2 separate regions of the Mus musculus genome follow, and region 1 is linked to region 2. Evidence: chromatin contacts called from public HiChIP or PLAC-seq data. All regions are on one chromosome and are shown on one strand. The core of a region is the stretch at or near the end of the contact, and the rest is flanking DNA. Distances in the headings are between cores, read along the strand shown. Region 1 has its middle 23 kb from the start of Gm35081. Region 2 holds the start of Ubr5 (ubiquitin protein ligase E3 component n-recognin 5).

Region 1 (4,620 bases), core at 494-2,993, 42 kb after region 2:
CAATAGTCGTGCCTTATACATCACTAGCAATGGAACGGAGGGTTTTGTGCATTGTAAGCAAGTTCTCTACCAGCCTAGGTCTCTTCCCAGCTCCTCACCAGATGGGTTTTGATTTGGGTTAATTTCACAGTTAAGTCATTAGTCCCCTGTGTCATAGCAAATAGATAGGTGAAATGATAAACTTTTAATGTGTTGGTGTTTATGGGGGTTGTTACATTGTACATTACAGCTAAAGTTTTTCAAATGAGTATCCTCAGGTTATCTGTCTTCTGAGAGGATATTAAGAGAATTTTGGTGTATTGGCCACTGGAATATCTGCTAGCTTTAGGGGAATTGGTTTTTGAGTCTTAACCGGGTGCCTTGGCAAAGTTGATGGACTTTGCTTTAACATTCCATTTTCCCTGCCAAGGGTATGCTGTTTGTTTGGACTTGCAGTCTCTTTGCCATGCTATATGTGCTGTGTGTCCCCACACACTCTGTGGGAGAGTTAATCACTTTGGAATCTGAATTGAGCTGAACATGAGTCTCTGGTGCTCCTGGTCCCACTCACACTTACCTGGAGTCTCTAGAGGATTGCCAGCCTGCCTGCAGGTTAACATCAGCTTCTATACTGCTATGTAACTGAGGCTGGCCCTGAACAATCCTCATGCCTAAGCCTCCCAAATTGGGATTACAGGTGTGTGCCACCATCACTGGTTTGTCCCCTCCTCTTGAAACAGATACTGCTCCTCAGTGGGAAGCCCCTCAGTTTACTGATGGTGCTGAGAAGGTGAATCTAGAGCTCTGGTGCCGTGAAGGTGAATCTAGAGCTCTGGTGCCGTGAAGGTGAATCTAGAGCTCTGGTGCCGTGAAGGTGAATCTAGAGCTCTGGTGCCGTGAAGGTGAATCTAGAGCTCTGGTGCCGTGAAGGTGAATCTAGAGCTCTGGTGCCGTGAAGGTGAATCTAGAGCTCTGGTGCCGTGAAGGTGAATCTAGAGCTCTGGTGCCGTGAAGGTGAATCTAGAGCTCTGGTGCCGTGAAGGTGAATCTAGAGCTCTGGTGCCGTGAAGTTGAATCTAGAGCTCTGGTGCCGTGAAGGTGAATCTAGAGCTCTGGTGCTGTGAAGTTGAATCTAGAGCTCTGGTGTCATGAAGGTGAATCTAGAGCTCTGGTGCTGTGAAGTTAAATCTAGAGCTCTGGTGTCATGAAGGTGAATCTAGAGCTCTGGTGCTGTGAAGGTGAATCTAGAGCTCTGGTGCTGTGAAGTTAAATCTAGAGCTCTGGTGCCATGAAGGTGAATCTAGAGCTCTGGTGCCATGAAGGTGAATCTAGAGCTCTGGTGCCATGAAGGTGAATCTAGAGCTCTGGTGCCGTGAAGGTGAATCTAAAGCTCTGGTGCTGTGAAGTTAAATCTAGAGCTCTGGTGCCATGAAGGTGAATCTAGAGCTCTGGTGGCCCCTCATACTGATTCTCCTTCTCCCCGCTGTAGGGTTTGAACCCAGGGTCAGCACATATGTATGTTCTCCAACACGGGATTGTCTACCATCTTTTACTGCCCTCTTCTACTTCAGCAACAGAACAACATGGCCACTCAGAGTAAACATTGCCCTCTTTAGCCTTCCTTGCAACAAACTGTGGCACTGAGACAGTTCAGGCTGGTGGGAAAGGGTGTTTATATTTAGGTATTGTCACCTTACTGTATGGGTATGATGTATCTCTCTCTGAAGTGTGTCATGAAAGCCATATGTTAAGGATGGAAGACAGGAAATAGAGAGGCTGGGCTGGTGAGATGACTCAGTGGATGAACATACTGGCCCTGCAGGCCTGATGAGTTGGCCTGAGATCAAAGTATGGAACCCATTTAAAAAAAAAAAAAAAACTCACACCTTAGAACTTCTCTTGGAGTTGGAGGAAGAGACAGGAGAGTCAGCTAGAAGCGTACACACACTACCGCAGTCCAAATAAGAGACTGTGCCTCCAAAATGAAGTGGGAAGAGAAGTAATTCTGACATCCATGTGCACATGCACACTTGCACACAGAATAAATAGCTAGATGATCAATAACTTCAAGCTATTTCCCCTACTAAGTACAACTAAGACCTAAGAATGTTATACAGAGACAACCATAATGAGGCAGGAGCTGAGCTTGAGGCCCTGGATTTGGCCCCTAGCATGGCAAAAACCAACAACAGAACCAGCAACATCAAACATTCTGGCCATGAAGAGAAGACAGATCACCTAGGGACATGGTGACCCAAGGAACAGTATGGTAGCGAGTTCCCAGTGGGTTTTGGTTTTTCTTTGCCTAATATATCTTGGGTTTGGAAGGGAATAAGTCAGCAGCTTCGAAATGCCAACAGGCTAAGAAGAGAGAAAGGCTCCAACAAAGCCTTCCCTCACCAGCCAAGGCCCTGAAAAGGGGGCAGCTAAGCAAGAACAGAACAACTTTCAGTTGAAAAAATGGCTCTAACTGTAGCCAAATACCACAGAGAAGCTGTGGCCCCCATTCTACCACTGTTAGAAAAGGCTGAATGGGAGCCTGGACGTCGTCTACCCTTCCTGGGCTGTGAAGCAAGTGCTGAGTGTACAGTGTGAATATAAAACCACTCAGGATGCTGTGAAACAGGCCATACTGGGACCTGAGAATTCCATCCCTACCAGCAGCAGAGACCACACAGGCAGCCCAGGCTTCCACGTTACCCACCCACATAATGAGACACTTTTTGCCCACTGGGATGGTGTCAGAGTAGGGCTTTGCCTATGCCCAGCAGCAACCAGGCTACCCCATGCCCTGTGATGTCAGTGGAAGCCACGTGGGCTGTATATAGAAGGTCCTACTTCTATCCTTGGCAGTGAGAACAGCAGACTAAGAAGCGTCTGGGGTAACACTCAATGGAACAGGACTTGCATAGCAAGTGTAAGATCCTGGGTTTGTTTTTCAGTACTGCAAAAATGGAAAATTCTCACCTAACCTAGAAAAGGCCAAAGAAAAAAAAGCAATAAACAGTGAAAATCATTGAGAAAACCACAATAAAGGCAAACATAATGAAACAGATCTTTCTATAAAAAAGATCATTGCAATGCAGGGGTAAGTAGTAAGATGGATAAATCACAAAGAAATAGATATGAAAAATAATGCAGGGATATAGTTGTACACTGCCCACATATCAAACATGTAATACAAGCTGTGAAATATAGGTCAGAGGTAGAACAGAAATGTCCAGTGTACAAGCCCCACCCCTGTTGTGGTAAATCTCAATCCCAAATATGCTCCGGCAATGAAAACACAATACAGTTAATATGATTTCATGCTGTGCACCTAGATTGGGCAGCTCTACCACTACACTACCATCTTCCACATCTATGAGACCCCTTAGAACTTGTGGTTCCTTCAGGCCATGTGCTTCTGCTCTGCTTTTCTTTGTCTTCCTCCTCCTCTGCATCCTCTCCCTCTTCCGTTTTCTCCTTCGTCTCTCCCCACTTTCTGCTCTACCTTCCCTTCTATCTACCCAATCATCAGCTCTGCTTTATTTTACAAATTGAAGTGTGAATCAAGTTTACAGGAAATCACCTGAGTGCTGACTCACTCCTTGTTCACAACCACTCACAGGAGAACGGAATTAACATCAAATATAATTAGCCCCAGGGCTATCCACAACATCTCACCCCACCCCCAATGAAATAAGCCCTAAAGATTACTACAAAAGATTACACTACTAAAAAATTTAGAGTAGGATAAAATAGGATACTTTATTGTTTGTTTGTTTTGAGGCAGAGTCTCTCTACATAGCCCTGGCTCTCCTGGAACTCATCATGTGGACCAGGCTGGACTTGAACTCTGAGATCTGCCTGCCTCTGCCTGGGATTAAAAGTGTAAACTACTATGGTTGGCCAAGGGCACGTTTTAAAAGCAGAAACCAAGCACTTTTAGCTGGTGCCCTGCATGTCTATTACAGTGATAAAGACCATGACCCAAGTAACTTGAGGGGGATAGGGTTTATTTGGCTTTGAAGTCCCCATCACAGCCTGTCACTGAGGGACGCAGAGGAAGGAACTTAAGCAGAGACCATGGAAGAATGCAGCTTATTGGCTTGCTCAACCTGTTTTCTTATACAAGCCCAAGGGTGGCCCCACCCACAGTGGGCAGGCCCTCCCACATCAGTCATCGACTGAGAATGAGTCTCACAGGCTTGCTTTCAAGCCAGTAAGGTAGGCGGAGGCATTGTCTCAGATGAGGTTCCATCTTCCGAGATGACTCTAGCTTGGTATCAGGTTCATAAAAACAAAACACAAAAACTCCAGCACATCTAGTGTGAAATAGATAATTTGAGTGGTCTTTATAACTAAGAGAATTAAATCTAGGTTTTGGTGGTGGTGGTGGTGGTGGTGATGGTTTTTCAAGACAGTGTTTCTCCGTGCAGCCCTCGCTATCCTAGAATTTGTTCTGTACACCAGGCTGGTCTTGAACTCCCAGGTGTCTGCCTGCCTCTGCCTCCTAGGTGCTGGAATTAAAAGTCTGTGCCATTACCTCTTGGCTAATAATTGAATTTTGATTAACAGATCTTCCAAAAAAAAACTGGCATCTGTGTACATGATCTCTTCTGGAAACAGAATATTTGTCAGTTCTTCCCATGAAACTGA
Region 2 (4,918 bases), core at 1,321-3,820:
TCTGGAAGCAGGAAGCCCTGGATTCTATTCCCCAGGTAAACTGGGTGTGGTGGCTCAGGCCTGTAATCACTGAACTGGGGAGGTAGAGGCAGTAGGGTAGGAAGTGCAAGGTCATTATCCTACAGATACGTAGTGAATTCTAGGCCAGCCAGGATTCTGCCTACATAAGTAAATAATAAATAGAAGATTGGTAGCACAAAGACTAAGATCTTGGCATGCACTCTCAATAAATACACTAAAATTCTTGGTACATAAAGTTAGGACCACCACAAAAAGCATGCCCTACTTCTCTGGTGCAAATTTCAAAGTTACAAGCAAAATGACTCAAACATGACCAACACACTTCTCTAAATGGCAGTAGAGCTTTCCTCCCCACTAATCTGATTCTAAGATTTACACCCCCCCCCCAAGCCTTCTGTTGAAGTTGTAAGCATCTCTAATGAAAGTAAGTCAGAGTAAGGATCCTATAACAAAATGTTTAAATTAAAAAATTGTTAACTATAAGACAACTCCAAGTAGTTGATTTTTTTTTTTTTTTTTTGGTTTTTCGAGACAGGGTTTCTCTGTATAGCCCTGGCTGTCCTGGAGCTCACTTTGTAGACCAGGCTGGCCTCGAACTCAGAAATCCGCCTGCCTCTGCCTCCCGAGTGCTGGGATTAAAGGCGTGCGCCACCACGCCCGGCTCGTAGTTGATCTTTTCAACAGGCATTTTGAGTTTTACAAACATGTATTTAAACAATAGGCTACAGTAAAGATTAGACAAATCCCCACCCCAAGCCAGAAACTAGACTGCCAGCCCAGGATCTAAAAGCTGCCAGACCAAGGTAAAGGTAACACTCACACATTAGAGGCCAAGCTAGGTCTCTTCCTCTCTCCGGGAAGAGCATGACAAACTGGGCGTCACACAACGTAAGTCACCCGGTCACTTAGCAAAAATTACACCTTGAATCTAAACTTGATGGCCTTCCACACGCAAAAGAAATATGGGCCAGCAGCGACGTATGCGGGGAGAAGGAAGCTTAAAACGATCCACTTTCCGACCTGTAAACATTTGGCCCATCATTAGATGTGAGTCCTAGATCTCAAGACATGCTTTAATGGAGGCCTCCCTCAACCTCCGAGTCTGTTTTGCAACAGTACAGGGACTTTTTTTCCTGCTTTATCTTAGGTCCCAGTGAGCATGTGGCCCTGCAACTCAATTCAATATCCTAAAGTGGTAAGACACAGTGGCAGAGCGAAGGGGAAAAAAATCCAAATCAAAACAGCCTTAAGAGATTTTTCAAATATTTTAAATCAAAATTCCTCCTCTGCCCGTAACAAACCCAACCCAGAAATTCACAGCGCGTTAAGCAGCACTGCGAACTGCAAACCGAAGAATTTTCCTTTGACACTCCACTCACGGTTTTCAGCTGTCAAATTACAACTCCAGAAAACACTATCATTAGAATAAAAAAGGAAACAAAAAGGCTCTCACCGCAGGGGCCCAGGAGCAGTTTGGCAGTACCAAGGCGAAGGAAGGAGAGCAAAGGGAATCCAATCCACTTCCCCAACCCCCGCCTGACTTCATTCCCCTCCCGGGGCAGTCAACCTCACTGCAGGGGCTCAAATCTAATAATAATAACAATAATCATGGCGCTCCCTCCCTCCTCCCCCTCCCAACCCGCGGTCTGCCGGGAATCTCTCCCCCACCCCCACCCCGCCTCCCCGGGGAAACCCAGCCCCCGGGACACGACTCGCGGGAGCCCCCGAACCCGCCGCTCCTCTTCCCTCTCTTTTCCACCTCCACCATCCCCCATCCGCATTGTCTGTCTCAATTCAACTTTGACTAATATGGATTCCTCGGGCCTGGGCCGGGAGCCCCCGGCTCCGCCGAGTTCAACGAGGCTCCTCGCGGGAGGGGGAGGGGGCAGCGCGCCGGGCCGTCTACACCGCAGCCGCGTCCACACCGCGCCGGCCCCCGCCCCGCGGCCCGAGGCTCCCAAGTTTGGCCCACACCGGGCCTACAGGGGGCGGTAGGGCCCCCGGCGCGGCCGTGGGGGAGGGGAAAAAGGAGGGAGGTGCCCCTCCCCCGCCCCATTACCTGTCATTGAGCTGGTCCTCGGTGCCCGGCAGCGGGTGGACCACGAAATGGATGGACGTCATGGTACCGCCTGCGCGCCCCGCTCCCGGGAACGAGCCGCTCCCGCTGTCGTCCGGCCCCCCGATCCCCTTCCCGTCCCCGGATCCCACGGCCGCCGCCACCGCCTCCTCCTCCCGGTCCCCAAACGGAGGGCCGCGAGCGCGCAGGGACCGCCGCCTCCCCGCCGAGCGTGTGTCCGCGGCCCGGCGGCCCGGCGCGGCGGGCGGGAGGGCGGATCAACGCGCCGCCCGCTCGGCCGGCCACGGCGCGCACGGACGAGGGCAGCCCGGAGCGCGGCGAGCGGCGGGTGGAGAGGTGCCGGGGCGGACGCGGCGGACGCGGGGAGCGGGGAGGGACAGCAGCCCGCAGCGCGCGTCACTGGCGACGAACCGCCGCCGCCAGCGCCGCCGCCGCCATCTTCACTTCTGCCCCAGTTTCTCCGTCTCGCAGCCTGGGCGCCGATCGGCGGGGGAGGGGCGGAGGGCGGGGCCGCGGGGGCGGGGCTCTGCGCGCGGGGCGGGGCTCCGGGAAACGGGCGGCCGGGCCCCAGCGATTGGGCCGCTTAACGTTGTCGGGCCACGGTGCTGTAAGGTGCTCGCCTATTGGCGCGCTGGGCCGCGAGCCCGGCCCCCCGGGGCGGGGCGGCGTGTTCCAGAGAGCACGTGCTCGGGAAGCCGGGCGAAAGGGCACGCGCGCCGGGTTTCTTTTCCTCCCGGATCCCTAATGGTTGTGCATATGCGAATGGCTTGTTGTTGTTTCTCGTCCTCCAGCCGCATTTATACTTAAGAGAAATGTACCCCGAGGAACCAGAGATGCTCCGCTTCCTACGGCAGGCAGTTACGTAAGAGCCTTATCAAAACCTGATAGTAGGATCTTGGAAGTGACTGTGTAGCAGCTTTCATCAGCACTACCATCGTGCAACGTGGAAATTTCCACTTTTTAGTTATTCGTGTGGTTTTTATATGGGGGTGGTTGTGTGTGTGTATACTTTAATGAAAGATGATATGCATCTGTTGTAGGGAGATTTCTTGTGACCTGGGGTATCAGAACTACAACTTATGAAATTCTTCCTCCTCCGCGTACCCTCACTCCCGAACCGGTACAGTTTCCCTCTTAAAGTTTTCTGTGATCCTTTCGAAATATCGAATTCCGCTGAAAGCATGAAGCCTCTTCTCCAGTCTGTAACAGTCGTTCGTTAAATCGGGTATACAACATTAATGATTGCACAGCAGAGCAGTTTTCTTCTCTTCTTTAGTTTAGGAAGTTCTTTTGAGAATACATGAAAAATTAGATATCAAGATTTACTGGGTACACCATGAGACAGATAAGGAATAATTTTTAGTTGGCCATCAGCTCCAGTTTTCACCTAGATAAACTACAAAGTGTTCAAGGCTGGTCAATGATGCACACCTTTGTCCCAGCACTCAGAAGACAGAGGCAGACAGACATCTTAAGTTGTGGGCCAGCCTGATCTAAGAGTTCCAGGCCAGTTAGAACTACACAGTAAGACCTTGTGTCAGTCAATTAATAGTGAGTTAAGCCACTGAAAGCGCTGCATCCCATGACTACCAACCATCCTGTAATTGCTACTTTGATTTTTTTTTCCCCTCAAGTCCGTGTGATGGACACTGCTGGTTCTAGAGTCAGACAAAGTAGAATTTCAGTCCTGATTCTGCTACTTAACCAAGTGGCCTTAATTATTTACCCAGTTACAGCATTTTGTTATACACTGGGTCTAAATACTGTATGTCAAGCAAAAAGATGTGTCAGGCACACAGCAGTTCATACACATAATGAAAGATTTTTAACATATTGTGTGCACTGCTTTATACTGCCAATGGCTCCAAGTACAGTACACCTCACTCTAAGGCAAAGGATGTCCTGGCTAGCCCGGCAGTGGTGATCCACACCTTTAATCTCAATGCTCCAGGGAGGTAGGCAGAGATCTTTCTGTTCCAAGCCAGCCTGGTCTACACAGTGAGTTCAGGAAAGCTAGGAATACACACAGAGAAACCCTGTCTAGGAGAGGTGGAAAAAAGTCCTTGTTGCATAAGGATTCCAGAGCCCAAACACCTTAGTGCTGAGGCTCAGACAAAAAGCAGTTGTGACTCTGAGTCCGTTCACAATATAATAGCTCCCATCTAGTAGTTAATAATTTAGAAGTATGTAAAACCAATCCAAAAAGATAGGCATGATAAACGCAACGAGAGTGCAGTTAAAAGAGGGAATGGTTCCAGCCAAGAGAACTAAGAAAAGTCATAGGCAGAGAGAGCCTCAAGGATGCTCTGAGCATGTCGGCTTCAGATGCTCTTGACCAGGGCTCACACCGGGCCCCTCCGCTTTGCCATGTTTTTTTCTTCCAAACCTCCCTTCTCCACCTTCCTTTCCATTATGTGTCCAGCCTCATTTATCCACTCCTAGTTTTTTGTACCTAAAGTTCAGACTCTCTCCTCACTCAAAGCATGTAGTAGTAATCATATATTACATGAAGAAATAAGGTTGGGGGGTGGCAGTGTGGTGGTTTGAATAAAAATGCCCCACCCCGGCCAGGCAGTGGTGGCACACACTTTAATCCCAGCACTTGGGAAGCAGAGGCAGGTGAATTTCTGAGTTTGAGGCCAGCATGGTCTACAGAGTGAGTTAAAGGACAGACAGAGCTATCCAGAGAAACCCTTTTTCGGGGGGGGGGGGTACCCCACCCTTTGTCCTCTTCCTCTTCTTTCTCCTCCTCTTCCTCTTTTTCCTCTTCCTCCTCTTCTCCTTCTCTTCCTAATCCTTCTCCTTTGCCTCACCTCTCCT

What was found. HiChIP or PLAC-seq counts read pairs in DNA pulled down with a chosen protein or histone mark.
Region 1: a contact with region 2 is called in a BATF HiChIP or PLAC-seq map of CD8 T cells, with 24 read pairs. The contact joins the enhancer-like site here to the promoter of Ubr5 in region 2. A contact is called at or near these places in 1 of 39 promoter capture datasets (liver), 1 of 15 datasets of contacts at CTCF or cohesin (the NIH/3T3 cell line), 6 of 484 Hi-C or Micro-C datasets (B cells, CD8 T cells, Sertoli cells and 2 more), 10 of 115 datasets of contacts at active chromatin or transcription factors (CD8 T cells, the SCID.adh cell line, astrocytes and 4 more) and 3 of 9 other capture datasets (adipose tissue, liver and pancreatic islet).

The regions. Positions count from the first base shown.
Region 1 is chr15:38,118,763-38,123,382 of GRCm38.p6, forward strand. No RefSeq gene overlaps it. Among named protein-coding and RNA genes, the nearest start is that of Gm35081, 23 kb to the right of the region's middle. Within about 2 kb of position 1,744, at least 20 of the 459 cell types and tissues checked have an H3K27ac peak or open chromatin away from gene starts, as enhancers often do. A contact at or near this core is called in CD8 T cells, Th1 cells and astrocytes, where this site is marked.
Region 2 is chr15:38,076,284-38,081,201 of GRCm38.p6, forward strand. Ubr5 (ubiquitin protein ligase E3 component n-recognin 5) reads right to left here and starts at 2,571. Exons shown (of 59, transcript NM_001112721.2): 1 at 2,081-2,571. The coding sequence starts at 2,142.